Regions from separate parts of the Sus scrofa genome. Here regions 1, 2 and 4 are each linked to region 3. Evidence: chromatin contacts called from public promoter capture Hi-C and targeted proximity ligation data. All regions are on one chromosome and are shown on one strand. The core of a region is the stretch at or near the end of the contact, and the rest is flanking DNA. Distances in the headings are between cores, read along the strand shown. Region 1 holds the start of MXD1 (max dimerization protein 1). Region 2 has its middle 95 kb from the start of TGFA. Region 3 holds the start of SNRPG (small nuclear ribonucleoprotein G). Region 4 has its middle 58 kb from the start of TGFA.

Region 1 (2,700 bases), core at 101-2,600, 350 kb after region 3:
GGACAGAGAGAACATTTTCCTTTTCTTCTTTTTAGTCCTTTCAACCCAAACAGAAGGGCTTCCTCCAGTGCCTTAAGAGCATGTGGACATGACTGAGCCTGAATACCACTTCATTTACAGGGCTATCACTTCCATTCTGCAATTTGTATCATCCGCAGTATAATCTAAAAGAGAAAGGGAAATATTTACCAAATTACCTGCTACTGCTGTTGTTCTTCTTGGATTTGCTCCTCCGTTTTAAGGCATCTCTGTCCTTGTTATTGTATGGTAACATGGAGGCATAACCATGTTCAGCTTCTAGAAAACCGGAGGATCCAGTTAATGAATGAGCCCAGAACGTTCAATACTCTCTCCCCTCCCTGAGAAATTGATTATTTAATGAGAAATTGATGTATTTCTCATTAATAGAATATTGTGGAAATAATAAAACGGAACAAGGTGGAATTCTCAGAACAATGATTGCCTTTTTAAATTGAGTGTGAATACCCTCAGTTCGGAGCAGGTGGAAGGAGCATTCCAGCTGCTCATTGTTGAGAAAGACACAGCAAGTCCCATGGAGCCTGGGTTTCCCATTGGCAGCGTCCAGCAGGTTGGTGTGTAGTAAGTGGGACCAGCCTCAGGCGAAGGGGCAGGGTGAACACCGGGACTCAGAGCCGGAAAAGGAGGATGGGGGACAGGGGAGGCGCTGCCCCTCCGGCTGGGATACCCGGAGCCAGGTCCACTTGAGGGCCGGCCGGGACGGCCCTGGCTGAGGGAACCCCAGGCACCACACTCGCTACGGGGTGGGGAGGGGGCGACGCTCAGGACCCCGGGGACAGCAGCCCCTTTTCCACCCCCATTCATTGCCTCTGGGCAGTGGCGGCCTCCTTTCGGACCGCGCGTGGGGAGAGCTGGAGGGGTTGGGAGCGCTCGCGGTCGCGCTCTCAGCTCCTCCAACCACCCCCGGAGCGGCCGGGCGCCCAGACCCTCAGCCAGGCCTCTCAGAGCCCCCGGCCCCTGCTCTGGCCGGACCCCTCACGTCCCCGTGCACCTCTCTCCCGCCGCTCCAAGTAGTCCGCCGCCTCCAGCAGCATCTGGATGTTCATCCGAACCGCCGCCGCCATTCTGCACCGGGGGCCGGAGCCACGGGACCAACCCCCACTGCCCACGGGTTTGCCGCCGCCGGACACGCGCGCCCCACTGAGGACCCGGCAGAGCAGGGTTGAGAGAGCCTCTCTTGCGACCACGCTCGCCAGAAGGGGGAGGGGACCGGTGAGCTGGGCACCGCCGACACTGACAGAACCCAGAGAAGAGCAGCAGCCGCCACCGCCGCGGAGTGTTTATCCCGACTCACCGTCCCCCCGCCCCCAGCCCCTTCTCTTGACAGGCCCGCTTCGGCTGCGTTCCTCATTGGGCACCCCAGAGAATGCCCCGCCCATGGCCTTGTGCGATTGGGGGAGGGAATCACGGCCCCGCCCCCCAGAGTCCACTCCTCTTGTTGGTTGGTCACGCTTGACAAGGCCCGGGCTCCACCCCCTCTTCCCAATTGGTGACAGGACTCGCAACTCCGCCTTGTGCTCCTTCCCTGTTTTCCATTGGTTCTATACTGACAACCGGGGCCCCTTCTGCTTTGTTAGTATTGGCCAAGAGGTACAGAAAGCAAGCCACTTTGCCTGTCTCCCATTGGGGGAGCCTTCCGACACCGCCCAGCTATGATGACGTCGCCTTTCCCCAGGCCAGCGAACCCTGAACGGGTGGTGGTCAGCAGCCCGGCTACTCCTCCCCGGATCTGGCTTTGGCTGGAAGGGCTGACCCCGGCGCCGCAAGCCGCGCTGATTCACCGGCTGCCCCGGGGCGCGGCTCCACCCGGCTCCGCCTGTTGCCGAGACCTGTCTCCGGGGAAAAGTTTCGAGGACCTGCTGGGCAACCCTCAAGTGGAAGGTGGCGCCGAGCGTCACCTGGGCGCTGTGTCCCGCTCCGGTTCGGGGCCGGGTCCCTGGGTCCGCCGACAGCGACCCAGAGGTTCCAGACGTCCTGGGACTTGGGCGGCTGAGGGCACCGCAGAGAATCCCCTGAAGGGAGCGGCCCGCAGCCCGAGAACAGGGCGGTGGGCCTGAGACTCTGCCAGGCGCCACGTGGCTGTTGGGCTTGAGGGGAAAAGCCTGTCTCCTGTTAAATGCTCGCCGCCCAGCCTTTTCTCTTCTCAAGTGCTGGAATGGGGCAGCTGCATGCAGCGCTGGCCTCTCCAAAGGCACGACCCTCGCCGCAGGTGCTGCTAATTACTTCCTCACGCGAGTGGGTTTTAAAAGCTCGGAAACTTCCTATACCTGCAGGTTGACGTGGAATCCTGAGATTCTTTCATAAATATCTTCCCTTTTCTAGACGAAAACGTTCAAAAGAATACTTCCTTTTCGAGACGGCTATAAACGGTGTTTGTGTTGGGGGTGGTACCAATATAAATGTACATAAAAAACTTGAAGAATTGTTCCCTAAACCTATGACGATTCCTGAGATATCTCCATTTTAAAAAGCAGAAATAAAACTGTTGGTAAATTGAGAATCCTGAAGGTAGAAATGAGTGAAGCATGAACATATTTAACAAAGCTTTTAAAAAAAAGTTTATTGTTGTCAGTATATGAAAACAATAGCTTATACGTGTGAGGTAAATTACCTACATTATCCTAATCCTTAATATAATCCCATTAGATAGGTTAATTACCT
Region 2 (2,700 bases), core at 180-2,679, 350 kb before region 3:
GGCATTTCGAGGTGGCTACTTCCTGGTGACTCGTAGGGAGGCACCTTCCTCTTATCCCTTAGCCATCTCCCAAACTCCGGGGCTCCTTCCATGAGGAGACTAAAGTCCTCTAATCCCAGCCTCCACGTGGTGATGCTCATGGAGTCACTACTGACAGTGGCATTTGCTGCCCTGGCCTCTAGGTCTGGGCCTGTAACCCCACTGGACTGTTAATGTCACCCAGGCCCCATGACTAAGCTTGGGGTACAGATGTGACCATGCCTCTGATTTTCTGGCCATCGATTGTTCTACATATAATCATGTGGGAAGAAAGGCCAGCCTTGCCCTCTCGAGGCCTCCCTCAGCCGCCTCTATCTAGAATTGTCCTAGCACCCAGGGGGACACCTTGCCTACAAACATGAGGAAGACACCTGGAGTGACATGAATCCACTTGTGCTGTGGATTTTTGCAAACACAGCTGTGAAAATGGATCCCACACACTCTGGCATCACTTGACTACAGCTGCCTTGAGGCTCCCACACTGGCCCAGTCCCCACAGAGGTCAAGGGCTTTCCACTGGTTCCCAAAGGCTCCACCCCAGGCCGGGGAGCTGGGTCCAGTGGAGCATCCAGCCTCTGCCCTCGCCAGTCCTAGGACCCTTGTGGGGGCACCAGCTGCACTCTGCTCAGGGGCCTTGTCCTTTCCAGCCAACAGACCCAGGCCACCAGCGCTTTAATCCCCCTAAGGTGTTTTTTTTTGTTTTTGTCTTTGTTTTTGTCTTTTGTCCCTTTAGGGCTGCACCCGCGGCATAAGAAGGGTCCCAGGCTAGGGGTCTAATGGGAGCTGTAGCCACTGGCCTATGCCACAGCCACAGCAACGCCATATCTAAACCGCATCTGTGATCTACACCACAGTTCACGGCAATGCCGGATCCCCAACAGGCAAAGACCCCCAGACTCAGTGGTAAACGAACCCGACTAGCATCCATGAGGACGGGGGTTCGACCCTGGCCTTGCTCAGTGAGTTAATGATCCTGACGTCTCTCATCAAAAGGGGACCGTCCGGCGTTGCTGTGGCTCTGGTGTAGGCCGGCGGCTACAGCTCTGATTAGATCCCTAGCCTGGGAACCTCCATGGTCCAGGGTACGGCCCCCAAAAAACAAACAAACAAATTGCCTTTGACCTTTATAACAATCAACACATTAACTTTTGAAGAAAACTTGCTTCATGTTTTCAATTCTCACTAACTACATAGAACATTCAATAGGCAGCAGGGTTTTGTGTTTTTTGTTTGTTTTCTATAGGAAGATGGACAAAAAGTTAAAAATAACATGTGTGTGCCTTTTGGCCCACTGAGTTGGTTGTGACCTGTCACCAAGTTTCAAGAAGCTCGGGCCCTTTCCAGGCTCTTTGCACTGCCCTGTGGCCTCCAGGGGGCGCCCTCGGCCACATGAATCCCAGTCCCTGCTTCAGAGCTGTCAGATCCTTCAATGACTGGGCATGCCCCATTGCCCTGAGTGTGCCACCAGCCTTCCGTGCTGGGATTCCAGGACACTATCCTGGGTCTCAACCATCCTGTGTTTGTATGCTCGCTTCCTACTCTTCACCTCGTCCTTCAAGTATGGGCTCCTATGGCCTGGCACCCAGCAGGGGGCCCCATCCTCTGCAGTATCCAGCATGGTGCCCAGGGTACCCACCGGGAGGAGGAAGAATTGAGAACACCGGGGATTTGGAGGGACTGCCTTTCCCACGGCGGGCGGCACGGCCGGCCCTGGAGCGCTCTCTTGCGGCTGGCTATTCACAGGCACTGAAGCTGTGAACTCCCGACGTCACTCATCAAAAGGGGACCATCATTAATTACAAAATCAATCACCTTTTCCGTAGCAAAAGCAGAAAAGACACTGTACAGCTGACCCTCCATTTTTTTTTCCCACCTTCAGATGTTTCTCACACCCTGGGCAAGGGTAAAAAGCAACCCACAGATTTATCTTCTTCCCACTTTGAAGATTAAGAACTGATTAAGGCTAGAGTGGTTTGACTTTCCTGGACTTGAAGGATTCAGAAGCCCGTGGGGGTTTGGAAAGAACTGAATAACATTTTATTCTAGGACATTTTATGCTGTTCCTCCCACATCATCAAGCCACTGGAAAGCTGACTAAATCTTACATAAGCCCCAGGAGCAGGGATGGACCAGAGGTGCAATAGCCTGCAGCCTGAGGTGGAAGGCAGGATGGTGGCTTGGCTGGAACTCTGGTCCCCAAACTCTTTCTTCCTTTGGGGTATTATTGGAACTTCCCCAAACTCTTCTGCATACTGATGGAATTTCTCCCTAGATTTTCTTATCAGCCTATATACCTTGGCTTTGCAGCCGGAAGGCTTACGTTCACATGCCAGCATCTCTACTTACCAGCAGTCAATTATATGCTCCAGGCCTTAGTTTTCTCATCTGCAAAATGGGCTCCATAGTAGTACCTGCCCCCTGAGGTACTGTGTGGGCTCCCTGGGATAAGGTAGACACAGTCCTCACACAATATCTGGCATCAGCAAGCACTTCGAAAGGATACTATTATTGTTGTTGTTGTTGTGCTTGTCATTATCTCCCCCCATTTTTTTTTTTTTTTTTTTTGCTTTTTAGCGCCACACCTTGGCACATGGAAGTTCCCAGGCTAGGGGTTGACTCGGAGCCACAGCTGCCTGCCTACACCACAGCTCACAGCCACAC
Region 3 (2,700 bases), core at 169-2,668:
TTCTATAATCCCTATTGTTCTTGATTCATAAATGTGGGCTGCTCCTCTTTTGGGAAACTTAACTAGGATCAAATCAGACCATTTTTTACACCTTTCGACTTGAAAATCAATATTTTAGAAATCATCTGTGTGCTGCTCTTCATACTTTATATAGAGGGGCAAGGTACAGTTAAGTGGGGTTTTGGAAGCATTGCAGGACTGTCCGTGGGGAATATACTTATGACCTCTAGATTAAAATTTTTTTTTTTTTTTTTTTTTTTTTTGTCTTTTTGCTATTTCTTTGGGCCGCTCCCGCGGCATATGGAGGTTCCCAGGCTAGGGGTCGAATCGGAGCTGTTGCCACCGGCCTACGCCAGAGCCACAGCAACGCGGGATCCGAGCCATGTCTGCAACCTACACCACAGCTCACGGCAACGCCGGATCGTTAACCCACTGAGCAGGGGCAGGGACCGAACCCGCAACCTCACGGTTCCTAGTCGGATTCGTTAACCACTGCGCCACGACGGGAACTCCTCTAGATTAAAATTTTTGGAAACTGAGGCCCCCTCACTCTATTCCTTTGGTGCAGAGGTCGTTAACTGAGCTGTTACTAGAACCTTAGTTGTAGCATGACATCCTGTGGGAATACTAAAATACCACAGGTTCAACAGTGAAGCAAATACCTCAAAGCAAGTCACAAGATTTTTTTTTTCTTAGTGTGATTACCTATCATAGATCACCATAACGAATACAGTAATGAAAAAATTTGAAATACTGTAAGAATTATCAAAATGACACAGACACAAAGTGAACAAATGCTCTTGGGAAAATGGCGCTGGGAGATTTGCTGGACTCTGGGCTGCCTCAAACCTTCAATTTGCTAAATTAAAAAAAAAAAAAAAACGAGTTCCCGATGTGGCTCAGGGAGTTAAGAACCGGACTAGTATCCATGAGGATACTAGTTTGATTCCTGGCCTCGCTCAGTAGGTTAAGAATCCAGCGTTGCTTTGTCTATGGCAAAAGCCAGCAGCTGCAGCGCAGATTTGACCCACAGCCTGGGAACTTCCATATGCGGAGGGTTCGGTCCTAAAAAGACCAAAAAAAAAAAAACCGCAGTGTTTGCAGAGGACAACAAAGGGAAGAACAACACATGGAAGTATGCACACACATGCCAAAGAAATTTTTAGGAGCCTACCCCTCCAGAGCTTATTTTCATCTGGTAGCGTCAAGACAACTTTGCAACCCACAAAGACAATGAGTTAACCAGCGTCCTTCAAATGCTAGAGGCAGGAACAGCAACCCAATTACAAAGAGGAATATAAAGACTGGAGGCCCCACCCCTCCGCTCTAGCCAATCCCTGGCGACACAACGGAAGCTTGGGACTGATCTGCGAGCTCAGGATTTTCCTAAGTATCGCGACGTGAAACGTGAAAGCGGCCAACAATCAATTGGCTAACGGGATCAGTGACGTCAGACGCAAAGCACCGGGCCTACCGCTGGAGCGTGAGGGAGAACACGAATTCCGTTTGGAGGTTTCTTTGAGTTCGCGGAGTAGGCATCATGAGCAAAGCTCACCCGCCGGAGTTGAAGAAGTAAGTATGCATGAGGGCCGCGCATAAATGGCGGCTTCTTTGTAGGCCTTGAGTTCCTTGGATCCCCAGCCATTTCCGGAGAGTGTGTCTGCCGTGCTTATTGCCACTGGCTGCCGCCGCGATCCGGGCCACCGTCCCACGTTTCCGGGCCTGCATCCCGCGCAAATGTTGTATTTCGGCCTGGTGGGCATGCTTTTCAAAGACGTAAAGGCCCCTCCGTCTGCAGGTTTGCCTCCCAGGCCGGAGTTCCTGGCCGGGTCTCTGGCACTCGATCCTTCGTTACTTAAAGATCTTGAATACCACAGTTAGCTGAACGCCTTGAGTAGCATCACGTTCGAGATAAGGTGGTTGGACAGTAATTCTGTAAGGAACTAAGGAGGTGGATGGAATGGAATTGTTTTGATGGTATATGAGAAATTCAAAAGCTGCCTTCATCTTAGTGTGTTGGTGGTTCCTTTGAGCTTTAACTTAGAAATCCCGTTCTTGGGAGTTCCCGTCGTGGCGCAGTGGTTAACGAATCCGATTAGAAACCATGAGGTGGCGGGTTCGGTCCCTGCCCTTGCTCAGTGGGTTAAGGATCCGGCGTTGCCGTGAGCTGTGGTGTAGGTTGCAGACTCGGCTCGGATCCCGCGTTTCTGTGGCTCTGGTGTAGGCCAGTGGCTACAGCTCCGATTCAGCCCCTAGCCTGGGAACCTCCATATGCCGCGGGAGCGGCCCAAAGAAATAGCAAAAAGACAAAAAAAAAAAAAGAAATCCCGTTCTTTTTTCTTAATTTCTTGCACTTAGGTTGAACTTGAATGTGTGATATTTTGCTCTGTTAACTGGAATGCGTGAGAACATTCATTTTTCTCTAATTAGAGAAGGCTCTTTTGTTGGGGGGGTGTTCTTGGTAAGATTTCCTTTTTGATTCTTAAGATATTAATGAGAGTTTTTAATTACCTTTCTTTTCTTATATGTAGATTTCAATAATTGTGAGATCCTGCCAGGTCTACCTCCAAAATGACTTTTAACTTTTTCTTCCTTACCATCTTTTTTTGGAGTTCCCTCGTGGCTCAGCCGGTTAAGGATCCAACATGGCACTGCTGTGGTTCAAGTTCAGTCCCTAGCCCAGGAACTTCCGCATGCCAC
Region 4 (2,700 bases), core at 128-2,627, 310 kb before region 3:
AACAGGGTGTTGCCGGACCTAGGCCCTCTGCTCCCAGTGCCAAACAGAAATGCAGACACAAGATTTGGGGTGAAGGAGAAAAATAGTTTATAGTTTGGGGAGTAAAAAATAGGGCCACAGATAAGGATCAGGGTAGAGGCAAGCTTGCTTTGCTTTCCAAGCTAGTGTTCAGTGGTCTGGTGGTCTTCTTTCCTGGAATAAAGACCACTTTATTAACATCTTCCATTTGTTGAGGGGTTTAGCTCAGCAGAAGAACTCAAAGATATTGTTATCCATATTCCTTTTTTTTTTTTTTTTTGGCTTTTTAGGGCCATACCCACGGCATATGGAAATTGCCAGGGTAGGGGTCAAATCAGAGCTGTAGCTGCTGGCCTACACCACAGCCACAGCAACTCAGGATCTGAGTTGGAACTCTGGGAGGGTCATGGAGGCTCAGGTTTATTCCCTAAAAACAAGAAATGGGGGACACAGAAAGGCTTGTGTGCCCAGGAACCCACACGGCCCTGCCTGGTTTCAGGGGATATTCTGCAACCTGAAATTCTGGTTCCGAATTAGAATTGGGGGAGGGTGCCACAGGAAATTTTAGGGTCCAAAGAGTCCAGATCTGTGAAATGGAGAACCACACCTGTGTGGCTTTATATACGCAAGGCTGAGTTTAAGTCTGTCAGAAAGTACAGGCTGAGAATTAGTACTTGCTCAGTATTGTATATAAAAGCACAGTTCCCACAGATATTGGATCCTTTCATGGATGAGGAGGTCTGTGGCTGACATGACTGGACATATTCAGAACCCCAGTTTGGCCACGGGAGAGCAGAAGGTCATGGCGGGACCAGCCACCAAGCAGACCCCCTGCTGTACCACACACGTCCATCCTGCGGTCAGATACTCCTCCAAAGGCTGCCGGGGTGGCGGACCCCCAGGGCTGGAAGTAGAGGAGGTTAAGAGGGTGCACAGAGCCCGCCCCTAATAATTACCTGTGGGCACAAAGCCACAGAGCCAGCTCTGGCAGGATGCCTGCCAACCCTAGAAAGGCTCTACAGCAAAGCCGAGACGTGCAGGAATTCAGAGCTCACCACTGTGTGTCAAGGGGAAGGGGAATGGGGACAGGGCCTGCGGTCAGGACCTCAGGGCTCCTGCAGCAGTTCATGCCAGGGCACACCAGGGCGCTGTTTGCAAAGGCAGGAACAGCTGGCTCAGGTAAAACCCAGGAACAATTAATGGTCAAGGGCGTGAGCAAACTTAAGATTTGCCCAGGAAGCCTGATTTCTTGCTGTTGGGGAATCCAATTCAGAAAGCGGAAGAGAAAGCAGCTCCCCTCAGGGAACCATGGGGTTGGGACCGGAAGTGGGATGCAGACCTTGACACCAGCTATGATGCAGGCGTGACTCAGCCTGCTGAGGTCAGGTCTCCGCAAGACAGGTTTGGTGGGTGGGGATGAGCCGATGGGAGAGGTAGATTGCTTTACAGGAGAAAACACAGGGAGGAAAAAGGCTTAGGGGGTGGTGGAAGAAGATGGGGAGTTTGAGCAGCTGTCGGGGAGGGGAGACGACTTTTAAGAAGTACTGCAGTGGCCGTGCTGTGTAACCATCTCTCTCATCAGCATCAATTAGCCACCAGCAAATGTCGACCAAACACTCCATTTATTGAGAAAGTTCAGCTCATTGGGGTAAAGACATGAAGTATTTTTATTTTTCTCCATAACAGCTCTCCAGCTGTGTACCCTTTCATACATCCTTTACCCACTGTGTAGCAGCTTTCCTATTGGCAGTTTGTCAAGACTCCAGATCTCTCTCTTTTTCTTTTTCTTTTCTTTTTTTTTTTAACTACTTTTCATGATTAAAAGAATCTCACTCCTGTACTGAAAACTCCAGGGCAGGCTAAAGTTTTGGTCCTGGCAGCTTGGAGACAAGGGTAGCCTGGGGTGAGGGATGAGGCCCATAAGTACCCCCCACCCCCTCTCATTCTGAGCCCAAGCTCTGAGGGGAGATGTCCCTCTTATGGTCCCTTTGCAGGTGTTGCTACTAGAAAAGTAGGTGTCACTTATGGGTCCCTGGTGACCTCTGTGGGGCAGACCCCCCAATGCTGTCCTGCCTTGGACCAATAAAGCCTTGCCCATGCAAGTTCCCAGTCTCAGGTGGTTCCCCACCCCTCAGCAAATGGCACCGAAGTCCCTTTACCTGAAAGATACTCAAGCCTAGCCACCCTCTGGGGGTCGGCTGAGCTGTGAGAAACCCTCCCATTTTTGCTGACCCAGGTGGCAGAGGTGCAACATCCTGCAGGTGCTCTTCTAGCAGCTCTGCCACCTCTTAGGCAACACTTTCTCCAGGCTCCAGCAGGGTTAAAAGCTCCATGGACCCAGATTCAGCAAATCTCGGAGACAGAGAGTCACCAGGCCCCCACTTGGTAGAGGTGGGGAGGATCCAGGCTCCCTGGGGTCTCCCCACTCTGGCCTGAGGTGCTCCACCAACCTTTCCTGCCCCAGTTGCCCAGCCCCACCTTTCAGTTCATGCCTGGTCACAGCAAAGCATGTCCTGTTTTCTGTGCACCATGGGGTCCCATGTTTCCAGATCCCATCTTTCTGCCCCCTGGGCACCTGGAAATGTTCCTCTTTTTAAATTACTTATTCTTAATTATTTTTTTTTATTTTTATGGCTACACATGCAGTATATGGAAGTTCCCGGGCTAGGGTTCGAACTGGAG

What was found. Promoter capture Hi-C pulls out the DNA fragments that hold promoters and counts their contacts.
Region 1: a promoter capture Hi-C map of fetal liver shows a contact between it and region 3, with 7 times the contacts expected there. A contact is called at or near these places in 1 of 5 promoter capture datasets (fetal liver), 6 of 47 Hi-C or Micro-C datasets (fibroblasts, heart right ventricle, liver and 2 more) and 2 of 2 datasets of targeted methods (alveolar macrophages and skeletal muscle).
Region 2: a contact with region 3 is called in a targeted proximity ligation map of alveolar macrophages. A contact is called at or near these places in 3 of 5 promoter capture datasets (fetal liver, fetal skeletal muscle and skeletal muscle), 8 of 47 Hi-C or Micro-C datasets (adipocytes, alveolar macrophages, embryonic fibroblasts and 4 more) and 1 of 2 datasets of targeted methods (alveolar macrophages).
Region 4: a contact with region 3 is called in a targeted proximity ligation map of alveolar macrophages. A contact is called at or near these places in 3 of 5 promoter capture datasets (fetal liver, fetal skeletal muscle and liver), 16 of 47 Hi-C or Micro-C datasets (blood, brain, embryonic fibroblasts and 10 more) and 2 of 2 datasets of targeted methods (alveolar macrophages and skeletal muscle).

Annotation. Positions count from the first base shown.
Region 1 is chr3:72,543,952-72,546,651 of Sscrofa11.1, forward strand. MXD1 (max dimerization protein 1) reads right to left here and starts at 1,351. Exons shown (of 7, transcript XR_002342619.1): 1 at 1,031-1,351; 2 at 198-297.
Region 2 is chr3:71,851,647-71,854,346 of Sscrofa11.1, forward strand. No RefSeq gene overlaps it. Among named protein-coding and RNA genes, the nearest start is that of TGFA, 95 kb to the right of the region's middle.
Region 3 is chr3:72,197,304-72,200,003 of Sscrofa11.1, forward strand. It overlaps SNRPG (small nuclear ribonucleoprotein G), which reads left to right and starts at 1,419. Exons shown (of 4, transcript XM_003125052.4): 1 at 1,419-1,572. The coding sequence starts at 1,541.
Region 4 is chr3:71,888,589-71,891,288 of Sscrofa11.1, forward strand. No RefSeq gene overlaps it. Among named protein-coding and RNA genes, the nearest start is that of TGFA, 58 kb to the right of the region's middle.